Linked DNA regions of Mus musculus: region 2 is linked to region 1. A link is a contact called in public HiChIP or PLAC-seq data. All regions are on one chromosome and are shown on one strand. The core of a region is the stretch at or near the end of the contact, and the rest is flanking DNA. Distances in the headings are between cores, read along the strand shown.

Region 1 (5,063 bases), core at 955-3,454:
TGTGGAAATAATGTAGCAGTTCAGATGTCTGTTAATGGCTGCTTTGTACACAGCATGTCCGTACTGAGGGCACAAGTATAAGCCAGACACTTTTCTTAAGGAGCTCGCACTCTAACGGCTGCTGCTGCTGCTGCTCTGGAGTGAAGTGTACAATGTGTGACAGGGGCAAAACAAAGGATAGATAGTGTATTAACATTGCAGGAGAAACCCTGGGCACAGACACTGGGGTGTGACCATTGAGGATATACATGGAAAAGGTGGGCTCAGTGCTTGTCACTCATTATTTTAGTTGGATGTCTGGCAAGCTCTGAGAGAAAGGATTTCTGTCCCCTATTGCACTTTGCACAGCATCCAGAGTGCTCGGGACTCTGCAAGTCCACAGGGAGTTCTCATGTTCAGTGAGTGTCTAAACGAACTATTGTGTGCAGAGTAGGGGAGGCTGTGCTGGAAGGTGAAGCTACAACAGTAGTTAAGTAGGATAAGAGATGGCCGGAACAATGGGACTCTTGGGCTAGGGAACTGGATCCATAGGTAAGAGCCCCTGCCATGAGGCATGAGCCCCTCGGTTGGAATCCCCAGTACTTACATAAAAGCCGTGTATGGCCAGATGTGCCTGCTACCCTGGATTGGGGGAAAGGGGGGTCGGAGACAGCCAGGTCCCCTGAGCTTGCTTCCATGAGAGTAGCCTAAACAGTGAGTGTTGAGTGAGAAGGCTTTGTCTGAAGGAAATAAGCTGGAAAGTGGTAAAGGAAGAAACCCAGTGCCCTATCCTGGCCCCCACATGCGTGTGCATCTGGGCAAGCAAATCCATGCATGTGTGCAGCCCGTGAAGATGGAGTCACTGAGGACGTAGGACAGCATTTGCTAGGACCTGGTGTGCCACCAGCTGATAGTGCTCTGAGGTGAAGCATAAGTGGCAGAGAAGAGCAAGCTGAGGTGGAGTCATTCCAGAAGTGAGATGACGGTATTGGATGGCCGTATGCAAAGCGATTTCAGATGATGTTTGTAAGACAATAGCGAAGGTCAGACTAGAAGGCGCGGCCATGGGATGGCAGAAGCTTGGAGAAAGCCAGCAGAGAAAGTAGCACGAAAGGAAAAGCAAGAACCAGGTTAGAGTGCTGAGTGGTTCTGAAAGGCCAACGAGAACTTCACTTTCTGAGACCCCCAGTCCACATGCAAGTGGCCCTGAGTTACCGGGAGTGTCAGCGTTGCAGCGTACAGACGCTTTGGCTACGAGTTTAACCTTCCGATGAACTGTGATCTATTTGATATGTTGTAACTGTAAAGTAAGACAGCAGGGTGGACAGTAAGGTGAGGCTCGGTGCCTCCTCCTCCTCGGTTGGTGCAGGGCTACTAAGGGTTCCTTAGCCTTCCCCAACCTGCCTTGACAGAAATCACTTATCTCTTAATTATAACGGAAAGTTGGGATTGCTGTTTTCTACAGCCGTATTTGGATGTTGACATGTAGCATCTTTTTACAGTATGGAGTTTTGGTTTTTGGAAAATAGGGAAGATGTTTGTTCGAGACAGGTGAATGGTCCTGTGTGACGTTGTTTCCCAGGTCGCCGCCGGCCGCGCTGATGTCTCTCCTCAGCTCTCAGGAGGAGCTGCTGGAGAATGTCCTGGGCTGTGTCCCTGTGGGCCAGATCGTGACCGTTAAGCCACTGAGCGAGGACTTCTGCTATGTCCTGGGATACCTCCTCACTTGGAAGTTAATACTGACTTTCTTCAAAGCTGCATCGTCTCAGGTAAATAAGTTCTGGGCTGTTGGAGGGTGGGGTGCTGTTGCATTGCAGTGTTTCTCAAAGCACCTTCCTTCCTGTCTGAGCGGGGATGCTCTGCATCCAATCTCAGCCTGGCCAGCCAGGCTCACACGCCTGCTGTCAACACCATGTACTCTGTCAGATGCGTGCTTCTGTCCCCAGGAGTGACCGTGTAAATGTGTCTGGTAATTGTTTTTCTCTGTATGGCTTAGCTTTGTTCTGATGGTGACTTTAGATAATTAGGTGCTGCTGTTTTGGGAGCCACCGTCTTGCTGCACAGATGCAGTTGTTATGTCACGGAAAACCCGAGATCTGAAGACAGTCTTTGAAAGGCTACCAAGTGTCCTAAGCAGTATTTCCCCCATCATGACACTAGTCCAGCCAGGTAGCCTTTGTAATAGCTACCCTAATCTAATAGATTGTGCAGTTGCTGCATCGACCACTAGATGTCTCTGTTATTTCACATGTCGGAAGAACCGGCTCAGCCTCTCTGCCCTCCTCCCCGCTCTGCTCCCACACTCTTCTCTCATTTGTCAGACAGAACCTAGCTATGTGATCCAGCCCCGCGTGCACTCAAGTCTGCTGCCTCGGCCTCCCCACTCCTAGCAGTGTAGGTGTGTGCCATCATGCACCGTTCTAGCTTTTGCTTCTTGAGAAATACACTTCATCTAAAAATAAACAGCAACAACAAAACCCTTTGTGTCAATTTTAAGATATGACCTTGCTCTCATGTTGGTCTCATGTTTGTTTCAAGACACATGCATCCCCCTGCCTCAGCCTCACGAGTGCTGGGAATACAAGTGTACACTTTCCCCATGTCAGACTTTGGTTTAATCAGCCTTGGCAAGTTTCTTCTCACATCAATACAGAAGTATTTAGCAGAGAATGTCCTGCTTCAAATGTACTTTCCAATCAATTTTTCAGAATTTTTTTTAAAAGATTTATTTATTTATTATATGTAAATGCATTGTAGCTGTCCTCAGATACTCCAGAAGAGGGCATCAGATTTCGTTACAGATGGTTGTGAGCCACCATGTGGTTGCTGGGATTTGAACTCGGGACTTTCGGAAGAGCAGTCTTAACCACTGAGCCATCTCGCCAGCCCCAATTTTTCAGAATTCTTAAACTATACTTTATGTTGTTGCTTATACCCATGCCTTAGTACAAACATATTAGTTTGTAAATTCTTGCCACCATGCCTGGCCAAGTTTGTACAGTCTTATATTTGTGTAGTTTAGGGGAGGATCATACTAGGGGCAACATTGATCCAATTGCCAAACAGAATATTTTATTCCTTGTCAAGCCTGTTCTTAAGTTTAGTACTTATGCTACTATTATTTGCTGATGTATTTTAAGAGTCTTTTTTTTTTTTTTTTTGAGACAGGGTTTCTCTGTGTAGCCCTGGCTGTCTTGGAACTCACTTTGTAGACCAGGCTGGCCTCAAACTCAGAAATCCGCCTGCCTCTGCCTCCCAAGTGCTGGGATTAAAGGTGTGTGCCACCACGCCCGGCGTATTTTAAGGGTCTTTTTTGGAGCTTTTAGATTTGTTCCTAAAATATTATTGATGTCCAAAAATTAACATCAAATTCAGACTTTGGTATGTATGAAATTTGTCATCTTAAAAGTGACCATATTCCTTATATCAGGAAAATGGACATTCACTGTGGTTTTGTGTCTCAGCATAGGCAGGGACCGCTCTTGCTTCTCACTTGCTCTTCCCTTCCTGCTCCTACTCTCTCCCCATCCCCCCCACAACGTGCTCATGGCTGGCCTCTACCTACCCCCCACCCCCCCATCCCCCACCCCGGCCTTTCTCTGACTCTGCTAGCCTCTCAACTCCTCCCCATGCCCTGAATAAACTCTATTCTATTCTTTAAAAAAAAAAAAAAAAAAAAAAAAAGATAGGCAGGAAACCAAAAAGATTGTGCAAAAATTTTTTTAAAAAAAATGTAAATACAAGGTCTCACTATGGAGCTGTGGCTTGGACCTCACAAGGTCTACCTCTGTCTTGTGAATGCTGGGATTAAAGGTATATACCACAGTGCCCAGCAACAGTTTTTAATTGAAAATCTTTTTTTTCATACAATATATTCTGATTACAACCTTATCTCTCCTACTGCTCCCAATTCCTCCTTTCCCCCTGTATTAGTCAGGGATCTCTAGAATCATGGAACTTATGGATAGTCTATATATAGTAAAGGAATTTATTGATGACTTACAGTCTGTAGTCCAGTTCCCAACAATGGTTCAGTCGCAGCTGTGAATGGAAGTGCAAGGATCTAGCAGTTATTCAGTCCCACACGGCAAGCAGGCAAGGGAGCAGGAGCTGATGCAGAGGCCATGGAGGGATGTTCTTTACTGGCTTGCTTCCCCTGGCTTGCTCAGCCTGCTCTCTTATAGAACCCAAGACTATCAGCCCAGAGATGGTCCCACCCACAAGGGGCCTTTCCCCTTTGATCACTAATTGAGAAAATGCCTTACAGTTAGATCTCATGGAGGCATTTCCCCAACTGAAGCTCCTTTCTCTGTGATAACTCCAGCTGTGTCAAGTTGACACAAAACTAGCCAGTACAATTGACCCCCTGTCAACTTGACACACAAACACATCACTAGTAGGCCTGGACCCTTACATTCTTATTCATCCCCAAGATCTAAATAACTTTAAATGTCCCACAGTCTTAAATATTCTTAAAATTTCAATCTCTTTAAAATATCCATCTCTTTTAAAATCCAAAGTCTTTTAAAATCCAAAGTCTCTTAACTGTGGGCTCCACTAAAATACTTTCTTCCTTTAAGAAGGAAAAATATCAGGGCACAGTCACAATCAAAAGCAAAAATTAAACTCCAACTGTCCAATGTCTGGGATCCAACTCACGATCTTCTGGTCTCCTCCAAGGGCTAAGGTCACTTCTCCAGCCCTGTCCATTGTAGCACACAGCTTTTCCTTTAGGCTCCAGATGCCTGTACTCCACTGCTGCTGCTGTTCTTTGTCATCTCATGGTCCTGGCATCTCCAAAACACTGCGTGACCCCTTCAGTCCTGGGCCATCAACTTCAACTGAGGCTGCACCTTCACCAATGGCCTTCCATGGCCTCTCACAGTGCCGAGCCTCAGCTGCTTTGCGTGACCCCTTCATGACTTCAAAACCAGTACCACCTGGGTGACCCTTACACATTACCAAGTCCTGCTGCAGCAGAAGTACAACCTTGGCTATCTCTGGAACACAGCCTCTTTGTGCTTTCAGAAAACACTTCCCAGAAGACGTCACCTCAACGATGCTGGTCTCTTCTTAATCACTGC
Region 2 (5,063 bases), core at 1,179-3,678, 330 kb before region 1:
CAGCCACACACTTACCAGCTTCTCGATTTCCGACTCAAGGTTCTGGATACAGTCAAGTTTCCTCTTGCGACAGCGTTGCGCGGCGATTCTGTTCTTACTCCTTCTGCGGATGTCATGGATACAGTCGAGCTGCTCTGGGGTCAGTTTGTGCATTTTCAACAAGGATTGGAAATCATTTCGTGAGAGCGAAATTATCCGTTGGGCATTGAATGGCAGCTTCACCTAGAATGTGAAATACACATTATGAACATCAGTGAAGACATTAGTGGATAAAGATCAATGAAGACTGACTACGTCAGTGACACGGGAAGTCACCTGTTACATTTTTTTAGACACTTTAGCACATTACAAAAGACACAGACCTTAGGTTGGAGGAACAGTTCAGAAGTTCCTGGTGCTACAGCCCTGCAGGAGAGCTGAGTTCTGTGTCTAGACCCCGTGTTAAGCAGCTCACAACTGACTGTGACCTCAGCTCCAGGGATCCAACACCTCTGCTCTATGTGGGCACCAGCACACACGTGCACATACCCACACAAGGACACACATATGCACCTAAGTAAAACAAATCCTTAACAAATAGGTCTCTGCTCTTCAGTTTCTACATAATCCACCCCAATAAGACCTAACAGCCCACCTGACGCTCCGGGCCTGGGAGAGAGTTCAACAGTCACACACATCAGCAAACCAGACACACCAGCCAAACAGCACTGCATTCAAAAGGAAGTTACCTTACCAGTGTATGTTAGTACTTTACTAGTAGCTTAAAGAAGTTACTAATTAACAACTTCTTTAAGTTTCTGCCTAAAGAGTTTTTAACATGTGCTCCTTATTTCCCCAAATAAATTCCATTTTATTGAATATTAATTACCACACAAAGGCACTACACAATACTTGTTGGTATTAAGTGGGCTAATCATTTCTATAGCATGTTAAGAAATTTCCGTTCTGACAAAAATTTAATTTCATATGGCTTATTTAAAAAGCAATACATCTCACTTGCCAATGGAGAAACTATTAGAACAAAAAAGGAGGATTTTTTTCCTAGAGTATTTTTGGGTCGGTCTGTTTTGGTGGTTCCAGTAACTGAACCCTGGGGCCTTACACTCCATCTCCTTCCAGAAAAGGCAGCCTCCTCTGTCTTACGCTGTAAAATTGCTACAAAGCAAAGACAGTGGTGAAGAACGGGTCGTGGAAAAATAGGTCCTGATACAGGGATGGCAGGAAGCAGCGCCGATGCGATGAAAACCAGCATCGAGTTTTCAGGAAGATTAAAGTGCGTGCCACGTACGTAGCAAGGACTCCTACCCCCAGGTACCTCTGAGGTTTGAATTCAGACCTCAAAGTGGTGTTTGCCTTTCTACACGCACTGCGGCGCTCACATCCACAGCAGCCCAGGCAGAGACAGCCTGAGCCTGGCACGGCTGAGAGCGTGAAGGAGAGGTGGCGCATGCGCACTCTGTGGAACTCAGGTCAGCCTTACGGAAAAGGAAAGCTGCGGTCTGAAGAGCATTCCACCGGGCCAAAAAAATCAACCAAATTCCACGGGGTGAACCCTACATTATCTTACCCATTACAGGTGATAACTAAAACGGTCAAACCAACAGCGACAGAAGAGGGAGGTGGGGTGGGGCACGGGTGTTCTTAGAGTTTGAATTACAAAAGCAAGTTATAGAGATGCACCACGCGAATACAACGCCACTAATACAGTGCACTTAGGACACTAAAAAAAAAAAAAAAAAAAAAAAAAAAAAGGCAAGTAAAACACACATAAAAAGGACAAAGAGTATGGCTGAAAATTAGAGAAGCAAAGTGAGAATGGCCACTGTAAAAAGAAAACTGACTTGAAAACGAAAGAATCCTTATTTCTAAGACACGGATCCCTACTCTCTACTGAATCATCTTACAGGAAGCAAGCATTTGTACAAACCTCTACACACTGAATGCACAGAGCAAGCTTGCTGTGGTTAATATAAGTCAGTAGCCACAAGTAACTCATGCTAAATTATTAAGATATCTATTAAACAAATACTTAAAATGGCTAAAGAAAACCAAAACAATAAATAAAATCAATAGCTTTGAAAATTAATTCTGAGAAAGCTTTCCTGCACACCACAATCATGCAGCTATTCACAGCCAGCCACGGCTCACATATCAGACTGGGCTCAGGTTTGATAACCTGGGGGCTACAGGCACTACAGACTAAATGACAGTCTCCTTTAAAAGTTACCATTAACCACAGATGAAAAGCTTGCTGTCCCTTCTCCCTACTGGAACATGTGATTACAAGTTACTCAAGCCTATGTTGTGTTCTCCCCCATGATTAATACACACAGCAATGTGTGATGCATGCACACACTCCATCTCACCCAGCCGGAGCTTATCACATGGTCTCTCCCTTCCTCCCTCGCTCCCCCAACCCCCTGCATCTCCCATGAACGGGCTGTGTGAACAGTGAGCGCACACGTCCACTTACCTCACAGTCCTGCTCCCTGGCAGAACAGGACTCGCTGTCACCTTCCGTGTCCGTCTCAGAGTCATCTCCCAGGCTAATCACACAAGCATACGGGCAAGGCTCCTGCTGAGGCTCCGAGACATAATCGTAGTTTCCAATTTCCAAGTTGCTTGAGCAGCCTTCGGAACTCAGAGTACTGATAAAAGGGCAGTTGACGGAACTGAGAGTTGTGAAAGTCCGCTGGCCTGGCTCGGGGCTCTCACTGATCCTGATACCCAACCAGGGACACTCAGATCGCCTTTGCGAGTAGCCCTGTTCTGGGCCGTCTTTGGCCACAGTGGGCGACAACTGCATTTGGCAAGGCGAGTCCGTGCTGCAAATGTCACTCCAGAAGCCTTTGGCCAGGTGCTCTGCCACCTCTCGCTCCACACTACTCCGATCCTCAGATGCAAGGCTGCTGCTGTCTTCTTTAGGGCCCATGCTAGACTTCAGATATAAATCCTGATTTTCCGATGGCTTCTCGTCCTGGGCATCTGGCCTCGACAGAGGCTTTTCTGTCTTCACGGTTTTACTCTGCACCCCAGCAAAGGCCACGTCACCTGACTGCTCATATGTGTGTAAGGCTGACAAGGAGTAGAGCCCGTGAGGTCCTGCAGAATCCTGAGGCAAGGGTGTCCCTTGGGGCTGCTCTGCAGGGCACTGAGGGGAGGGATCCTGGCCCTCTGTGTCTTCACTCTCCATGGCTGCCTTCATTCCTTCACATTTTAAAATCACGTGTAAATCTGCACAGCCCTGCGCTCCCCCAAAACACTCAAGTTCAGAGGTCTCATTTGGCTGGACAGAGGCAGTGTGGACATCTCTGACACCGGATTCTAGAGTTCGGATCTTGTCAGTTCCAAACGCTTTCTGGAACTTTCTGTATTTGGGGCATAGAGATGGCAATGCCAGGGCTCCATCCTTGTCCGTGCACAGGGACTGGCACGCCTGACTGACACTGTCCTGGAGAGGGGGGGATGCTTTTACACTGCCCTGACACCTGCGGGAGTCACACTGAGGCGTCTGAACACGTTTCTTTTCCAAGAATTCATCTGCTTCATCGATTTCGAGATCTTTCTGTTCTGAAAATGAAAATTTAAAATCTGCTTTCTGACAGTGTGAGGAGAAGCATTTTTTTCTTGCGCATTCCTGCTGCTCTGAAGTGGAGTCCAAAAACTTAAACTTGAGAAACTGGAAGCAGGATTCCTCGATATTGTGTACGCTTAGAAACTCCACACACCTGCACACTTCGTCAACATTGTCTTTACTTAAAATGAGTTTGGCAGTGTAGGCAAACTGAATTAAAGGTTCAAATCCTTTAACCGTTACCTGTTAATACACAAGATAAAAATCAACACACGGCTCAGCAGCTGTCTGGTCGGGGAGACAGAAGAGCAACAAGGAAAGGGCAAACTGATCTGAGATCACCAAACGATAGGCACTTTAATTCTGTTAGAAGAGATAGCCCTCTAGGACATCGAACGACCTTTTCACAGGGGTCACATATCAGATATCCTGCCTATCAGACACTTACAATTCATAAAAGTAGCAAGATTACATACAGTTATGAAGTAGCAACAAAAACAGTTTCATGGTTGGGGTCACCACAGCGGGAGGAACTGTATTAAAGGGTCACAGCATCAGGAAGGCTGAGAGCCGCTCACTGCTCTAGGAAATGCAAAACTAAGGGGCACCAGGTTAAGCAGAGTACAAGCCCTACTCAACAGGACTAAGCCTCCAACCTTGTAATATTCCATCCATACATGTTACTCCTTAAGACACTACCATGATTCCTCCGTGTCGAAACAATTCATCTTGTGAACAAGAATGAACTGTAGAGGAGAACTTTTAAGAATTAAAAGAGCTGCTGGAGAGACAGCTCAGAGATCACAGGCACTAGCAGCTCTTAACGTCTGAGTTTGATTCCAGCCCCCACATAGAAAGACTCACTAGGGCTCTAACTCCTCCTCTGGGAGACTGGCTGCCTGCGCTGGCACCTGCATGCCCATCATACAGACAGACACACGTATGCACATAAACATATAGCTAAAAAAATAATAAAAATAAAACAAATCTTTAAAAAAAAAAGGAAGTACTGTCTTATGCCAAATATATCCAATAGTAACTTTTTTAATGATCCAGAGTGCTAAGGTTCTAGAACTCCCTCTCCAGGCCCCGAGCAGCAGAACCCTTGCTATGCAGATATCTGTGCCTTTATACTGAGTCGGCATGTACCAAGCTGGGGTGGAAAGAGCCTGAAAACAACAGAAACACTCACCCTCACAGTTAAATATGTAAATTACTCTAGAACTTTTTTGAGTTACTATCAAACTGCCCCAAAATACTAAGACTTGCTAAAACATGCTAACCTTACAGCATTTAGCTAGGAACAGCTACAATAAAACACATACCACCAAATTCTTTAAGAAGAAAAAAATGGATCATCCCCAATGCTCGTGGGAATGTCCAATGGACACCCATTTCAGTCATTTGATCATTTCTTATGAATCTAAATATGCAACCTCCTTATATGACCAGAAATTCACTTCTAGTTCTTTAGCCCTAATAAATGAGA

The links. HiChIP or PLAC-seq counts read pairs in DNA pulled down with a chosen protein or histone mark.
Region 2: a contact with region 1 is called in an H3K27ac HiChIP or PLAC-seq map of epiblast stem cells, with 2.4 times the contacts expected there. The contact joins two enhancer-like sites.

The regions. Positions count from the first base shown.
Region 1 is chr16:87,391,207-87,396,269 of GRCm38.p6, reverse strand. It overlaps Ltn1 (listerin E3 ubiquitin protein ligase 1), which reads left to right. Exons shown (of 30, transcript NM_001081068.1): 25 at 1,562-1,748. Among named protein-coding and RNA genes, the nearest start is that of Gm25896, 25 kb to the left of the region's middle. Within about 2 kb of position 2,204, at least 31 of the 459 cell types and tissues checked have an H3K27ac peak or open chromatin away from gene starts, as enhancers often do. A contact at or near this core is called in epiblast stem cells, where this site is marked.
Region 2 is chr16:87,717,561-87,722,623 of GRCm38.p6, reverse strand. Bach1 (BTB and CNC homology 1, basic leucine zipper transcription factor 1) reads right to left here. Exons shown (of 5, transcript NM_007520.2): 3 at 2,474-3,817; 4 at 16-222. Among named protein-coding and RNA genes, the nearest start is that of Gm32925, 19 kb to the left of the region's middle. Within about 2 kb of position 2,428, at least 19 of the 459 cell types and tissues checked have an H3K27ac peak or open chromatin away from gene starts, as enhancers often do. A contact at or near this core is called in epiblast stem cells, where this site is marked.